Regions from separate parts of the Arachis hypogaea genome. Here region 2 is linked to region 1. Evidence: chromatin contacts called from public Hi-C data. All regions are on one chromosome and are shown on one strand. The core of a region is the stretch at or near the end of the contact, and the rest is flanking DNA. Distances in the headings are between cores, read along the strand shown.

Region 1 (3,547 bases), core at 814-3,313:
CGTGGCGCATATAATTAGCAGGGTTCCAGTTCTTCATGATGTAGACACACTTCCTATGGACAGTCACTTTTAAGAAATCTCGCTCCATGGGAGGAGCCCCACTGTCAAGTTGCAATGCTGCAAAGTCCTCCAACAGGGACAGTGTGAAAACTGAGAAGCAGAGCGCCAATGATTTAGATCCAGAATCCAATAGATCTGCAGATAGTATTGCACACACCTTCCCGTTGCCAAGGTCAACAAGATTGACTCTGGCCATATCTGTTATCCAGGGTTGAAAACCCTCAAAAAACACATCAAGGCATTGATATAATGCGACGCGGCCATTCTGGTGGTTAACCAAAATGGCAAACACCTTCTCCAAAGGTGTGTTAAGAGGAAATCCCCCCAAATACTTATCATCGGTAAGGCAAACGGTGTAGTTGTTGCTGCTGCCAAGACCCAGAAGGGGCACAGAGATTTGTGGGGGATAAGTAGCACGATAGGAGCCAGTTTCAAGGCCACGATTGTATCTATCATTTATGAATTTCGAAAGATTGTTATCAGAGTCGGGTTCAACTGTCCAAGTCTCTTTTATGGGGTCGAAGTGGGCCAAATAGGAGTCTATCCCCCTCCCCGTGAACGATGAAAGAAAGACGGTGTTGTGGAGGACGAACATGACTAAGTCGGTACCTCTTTGGCTGTAGTCCGGAGGAGGGTTTAACGGTTTCCAAACTCTAGAACCGGGACAAAGAACGTAAAATCCAGAATCTATGAACCGTGGATTTATATAGAAGTAAACATGGCCTGAGACTGGCGTGTTTGCGATGAATGACCAGCAAAGAGGGGCGGGCGCACCATCCAGTGATTCCGCAAGCTCAATTCTGCGCTCCTCAAATTTGAATTCGTAGATTCGCCAGCAGCCGGGTTTCTTTGTGAGATTCTGACGCGGTGCTGCGGACGGCGCCATATAGATCTTGGAGTCGAACTCGAAAGGACACAAATCACGCTCTGGAAGTTGCAAAGAGAACTCGATCTTTGGTGGCGGAAGCAAATAAGTCCAATCTTTGACATCATCGTCTTGTTTCTTTAAATTGCTTAGTTTGATCACGAACAACTCTTCATAAGTAACAAGGCAAAGGCATGCTTCCTCCGCCATTTCAACCTGCTCCGTTTTTCGTTTTTTTCGCTCAGCTGCATCCAATTCCGCCATCACTCTCTCTGATCGAACAACGAGATCACGACTGTGCGGTGGTGCTGCGGCAGCAAAAAGCTAGAATTAGGGTAAAGTACTGAAGAGTTAAAGGAGAAAGAAAGAAGGGGCTGTTGGCGGCGAGCCACTAGGGACTTCGTTGCATGCGTTAGACGCTTCAGTGCTTCTCAGTTACGATTAGGACTTGAAAAAAAAAAAAATTGCACCGTGAAAAAAGGTGCATATGAGTAATTAATTTTAAAAGAGTGACAGATTAGTAAAAGAAAGCCAAGTATACTTTCTCTATACCGAATGAAATCAAATATTTATCTATTTCATCTGAATTTATGTCTTAACATTTGAATAAATATTTAAAAAATATATAAAAAATTTAGAGCAAAAATTAATTTTTAGATATTTTATTTTTTTAAAAAAATTTAAAAATTCACTTAACATAAAATAACTAAATTTAAAAAATTATTTAATAATATTTATAAAAACTTTTATTAAAATTTTTCCTCTAAAACCTTTTATTTTAAATATATATATAATATTTCGAGAATTTATTTGTTGTTATTATTTTTTGGAGTTATTTTGTCAATCACATCAATTTTTAGTAGTTTATTTTTTTTTCTTGTTCTAATATCTAGCACTGTTTTTTTTTTTTTTTTGTTTCCCACAGTATCCCCTAACCCGGCAGGTCAAGGACTAATCCGTCGCGGTACTGAGCTCCATTTAAGGGTTTGCCGCTGGCCAATGAGTTGCTGTATGCACAAGGCGGATTCGAACCCCCGACACTTGCTTAAGCGGACTAGTGAGCTAACCACTAGACCAACCCAACTTGGCTAATATCTAGCACTGTTATACCCACAGATATGCAGCTCAATCATGTAATCCATACTCACAAATATGAAGCCCAATCCTATATAGACTCTAAATAGTGTAAAATGTAAGATATAGATGAGCCCAGAAGATATTCATTGACAAAAATAAAAGGTGGTCTGAAAAGGTAAGAGAAACGAAACTGCATGCTCCTTTAAAATGACCTTAAAAGGTAACAACAAACAAATAACTAGTCTTGAACTTTTATTTTTTTTATAACCTTATAAAAAAATTTCTAACTTAATTAGCAAATTATTCTTTTAACTCTGAAACATTAATATAATTAATAAAAAATTAAAATTTATTTAATTAACAAAAAAATGTGACACTCCTTATTTACTAAGGAGCATTTATGGGCATCCAAAAAGCCAGAATCCATCCTATGACAAAATCATCACTGCACAATGAGCATAAATCACAAATATTTTTGCAATATAAGTCCCTCTCAATAGTGGCCTTTCAATGAATAAGGTAACTAAATTGAACTCTGGGTATAGATAGTTCTGGTAATATACTCAGTCAATATATTATTGTCTTGCAAATTCACAAATATGTATATGTAAAAACTTATTAAATATTTACTAATAATAATACAACTGAAAAAGGGGTACCTAAAAGGAATTAGTTTGAGGTACGTTACAAGAACCAAAAAATTACAGAGGGATGCCGCATCATTCAGTAAATAACATTTCTTTTCAGCTGTGAAAGCATGATCATCAGATATTTTTAGCTCAGACTATGATTTGGTACAACATTAGCATCAATGAACTCAGAGAGAAGGCCTAGAGAAGTTAATCAACCTGCCAGATGAATAGCAATAACTACCATATTAATTTCAATAAATAAAAGAAAATAAACCTCCAATCTCATGTTTGTAGGACAAAGTAGCCCCTTGCCATTGAAAATTGACAAATTCGTCCATCAACATTCCCTGATTAGATCCTTCAACATTATGGAAAAGTTAACATTTTAATCCTTCCATACATGCATAGATTTTGTATCGAAAGACTAATTCGACACCCTTTTTAAGAATGGTTTAGGGTTGAATTTTCATTTTCAAACTCTGAGGAACAATTTTACCATAGCCTCAACTGCAGATTTATGTTTATGTTAGTACTACAAGAAACTAGAGGAAATTTACCTGTGGTATATTTAATTTATTTTGTATTCATTGATACGCATCCATTTGGTGCACGACCATTTATCACCCTTAATCACTGGACAACCACCTAGAAAAAATTGTTGTATAGAAACAAAGAAGCTTGTAGTTGTTAGTTTATCTTCTACAAAAGAGAAAGCTTGTTGATAAAACTAGCAGCTCAATAATACTTGGAATTAATTGCATTTTATCCTCTGAACTTTGTTGATTTACAAATCAACCTTCCAAACTTCCTTAATGTGACAATTTTCTAACAAAAGTTGAATAACATGAAAAGTTCAGGGAAGGCATTTCCAGATAACCAAAAGTTCAAACGGGTATATATAGTGCACTTATTT
Region 2 (3,571 bases), core at 471-2,970, 54 kb before region 1:
TTATTTCCTGCTGGTGTTTGATTTTGTTGCAGGCACTGTAATCGCTTCGTCCTTGATGGACAAACAAGGAAGGAAAAGTCTCCTTATCACAAGTTTTACCGGAATGGTAATAGTTTTTCTCATCTTATATCTGTCTAAGGCCTAATGCATAAGATTTTGAACACTAGGTTGAATTCTTTTCACTTTTCAGTCACAAATGCCTTTCAACTTGCTACTTCTCAATGAATGATTGTAAAGGTCTAGTTGACTTTTCTGATATTTGATTTTAGTTTTATGCATATAAGCTATTCATGATCTTATGATAAACAATGCATGAAATATCATTGGTGTTTTCTTTCCTAGGCTGTTTCTATGTTGCTTCTTTCTCTGTCTTTCACTTGGAGTGTCCTTGCACCATACTCTGGTACCCTTGCAGTGCTTGGAACTGTCGCGTAAGTATTATTTATTTATTTTTTTAATAACATAATTTCGTTCGACAAAAGACTACTTTATAGTTCATATTATTCCTTTTTCCGCTATTTCTTTTAACAATGATCAATGAACCTTAAACAGCTATGTGTTATCCTTTTCTCTTGGTGCTGGTCCTGTGCCTGCTCTTCTTCTACCTGAGATATTTGCCTCGAGAATCAGAGCTAAAGCGATCTCTTTGTCCTTAGGCACACATTGGGTAAGTAACTTTGCTATGGAAGATTATATCAACTTTAATCACTCCCTTTATGTTGCTGTCAAAATTTTGAATTTTCTTTTCACATTTTTGTTCAGAGGCTAAAAATGCAAGTCTAAAAACCTTAGTGTAGTGAGTGAGAGTTTATACCAATAATCACATGGCTAAGTTGACAAAATGATGAATGAAACAGAACAAGTTTTCTCTATATACTCTAATTACTCCACCTTGCTGTGTTGAGCTTTTTGGTTGAAAAAAAAAAAAAAAAAAAAAGAACAAGTGTTCTCTATGAATTTTTCAAATTATTCCTTACTATATTGAAAGCTAAAACAAGATGAAACTGCATAAGAAGCCATGCCAAACTCAATCACATAGTTCTCTTGTGCTTGATTCTATTTATTATCTTAAAAATACAAAAACCATAAAAAATGTTTTCCTTATTAATGCTAATGATGGATTTTTTTGTCTTCTTCCCTTATCAGATCTCCAACTTTGTGATTGGACTGTATTTCCTAAGTGTTGTAAACAATTTTGGAATCACCAGTGTGTACTTGGGGTTCTCAACTGTGTGTATTCTTGCTGTATTGTACGTATCTGGTAATGTTGTGGAAACAAAGGGTCGTTCATTAGAAGAAATAGAACGTGCTCTTAGCCCTGCATCTTAATAACATCCTTATCAAATGCATATGCATAATCCTAAGTGGTAAGTACTGTGACTTTGACTTTAGATGCGGTTATTGTATCTATCTTATGTTGAGTTAACTTTGAAATATAATCTATAGTTAAATATGGCATAATTCTGTATTTATTAATTATTATATGGAGCACAAATGATAGGAAAAAAGGCTAGAAAGAATTTTCAATTAAGTTCCTATATTTGTTTTCTTTTCAATTAGGTCCCTATATTATATCAGATTTTGTAACTAAGCTCCTGTGACAAAAATATTGAAATTAACGAAATATTCTATTAAACTATATAGATTATTTAGTTAAGTATTAGGCATATTCGTTTTGTTTAATGGAATATTCCGTCAATTTTAGCGTTTTTGTCATATTAGGAACTTAATTACAAAATCTGAAATGGTATAGGGACTCAATTGAAAAAAAAAAGTATAGAGACCTAATTGAAAATTCGGTGAAATTATAGGAACCGACAAAATAATTAAACCTTAAAAGTATAATGCTAAAGAAATTTTTTTTTGGCTAACGTTAGCTAATTTTTATAAAATTTGTTTATCTTAAATTCTAGACCTTAGATTATAAATCTTTAATCTTAAATAATAAATTGTAAACCTAAATCGTAAAATTGACTAACTAAGAAAAGACGTAAGACTTTATCTAGACTTTATATTTATACTGAATGTAAAACATAGACAAATTAAGAAAAGACGTAAGACTTTAGCTTGATTCACGTCAAACTTACCATAATTTTTAGATATTTCTAAGACAAATCAAAATGGAAAAAATAAATAATATTATTGACTTGATGTCTATAATTTCTTCGTCTTAAAATCATGTATATATATGCCAACAATTCGAGTCCAATAATTTAATCCTCACAACTGATTATGAAATTTTAGTATTGAAGAAAATCTATTGATTTTTCTGGTTGATCTCTCTCAATAATTATCACATGGAGCGAAACCCACCATATCATTTTCTCTTCATTATACTTGGCATATCACTAGCAACAATGGCACCATTATTCTTCTACACCTTATACTTCAATTCACAACACTTTATTATATATCCCATGACACTTCCAATATTATTCACAACATTTATGTCATCACCACCTTCATTAGAATTACCAACAAATTATTCACAACCGTTAGATGTAACTACATCACATAATTTCACCAAAGTGTGTGATTTGAATACACCAACAATCATGCACAACATGGACGATGAAGAGTTGTTCCTCAAAGCAAGTATGGTCCAAGGAATCCAAGATTATTTTCCTAAGAACAAAGCTAATATTGTTCCAAAGGTGGCATTCATGTTCTTGGTGAAAGGTGCATTGCCATTAGCACCATTGTGGGAGAGATTCTTCAAAGGACACAAAGGGTTCTACTCCATTTACTTGCATCAACATCCTTCTTTCAATGAAACCTTGCCTCCGGATTCTGTTTTCTTTGGAAGAAAATTCCCTAGCAAGGTTAGTTTTATTTTTTTAATATTTGCATGCATTAAATTATAGAGGAACAATGGGTTTTTTTTTTAACAATGTAAATAATAAGTAAAAAAAATTAATTTTAAATTAATTAAATATAATTTTAGTTAGTGAATCTGAAATGCAGCCTATTATTCACGTTATTCGCATCTTTTATTGTTCACCTAACTACTATTGTTTAATTGTTTCTGAGATTCTTGTCCTTATTGTTTTTCGTACATCATTAAAAATGAATTTAGTTAATATGTATTCTAAAAATACATATTAAATAATAGTTGAAATTTTTAAATATTTTATTTGATAATATTAAAAACTTAAATTTATATATTTTTTATAAAAAGATTTCAATGGATAATCTTAAATGACATATATTAGCATTATTGTTCATTGACCACATTAACTATTGGTTTCGATTTTTATTCCCGTTAAATTAAATGAATTCACATAATTAATGGACTGCATCAATATAATACATTATTATTGGTGTTGTTGCTTTTGTTACACGCTTGGAAATTAATTATCAAAAAATAATTGAGGGTCAGGAATTTTAATTTATATTAATTTATATTGACTAATATTTTTAGTCAGTATTTTAAAATTTTTAAATATTATTAATTAATTATTTGTTAAAAATAATAAATTGTGCTAGTCATATAGCATTGTTTTAAAATTATATATTTCAATACTTGTTTATTTGTACAACTAAATAATATTTAAATTTTATAAAACAGTAC

The links. A called contact is a pair of places that touch in the nucleus more often than the background predicts.
Region 2: a contact with region 1 is called in a Hi-C map of leaf, with 2.7 times the contacts expected there. The contact joins the promoter of LOC112736205 here to the enhancer-like site in region 1. A contact is called at or near these places in 2 of 8 Hi-C or Micro-C datasets (leaf and an unstated tissue).

The regions. Positions count from the first base shown.
Region 1 is chr13:397,502-401,048 of arahy.Tifrunner.gnm2.J5K5, reverse strand. It overlaps LOC112736203 (probable prolyl 4-hydroxylase 10), which reads right to left. Exons shown (of 8, transcript XM_025785558.3): 7 at 3,192-3,279; 8 at 2,552-2,850. The coding sequence ends at 3,203. Among protein-coding and RNA genes, the nearest start is that of LOC112736203, 4.4 kb to the right of the region's middle. Within about 2 kb of position 2,063, at least 2 of the 3 cell types and tissues checked have open chromatin away from gene starts, as enhancers often do.
Region 2 is chr13:451,212-454,782 of arahy.Tifrunner.gnm2.J5K5, reverse strand. LOC112736205 (glycosyltransferase BC10) reads left to right here and starts at 1,720. Exons shown (of 2, transcript XM_025785561.3): 1 at 1,720-2,822. The coding sequence starts at 2,298. It also overlaps the pseudogene LOC112736208.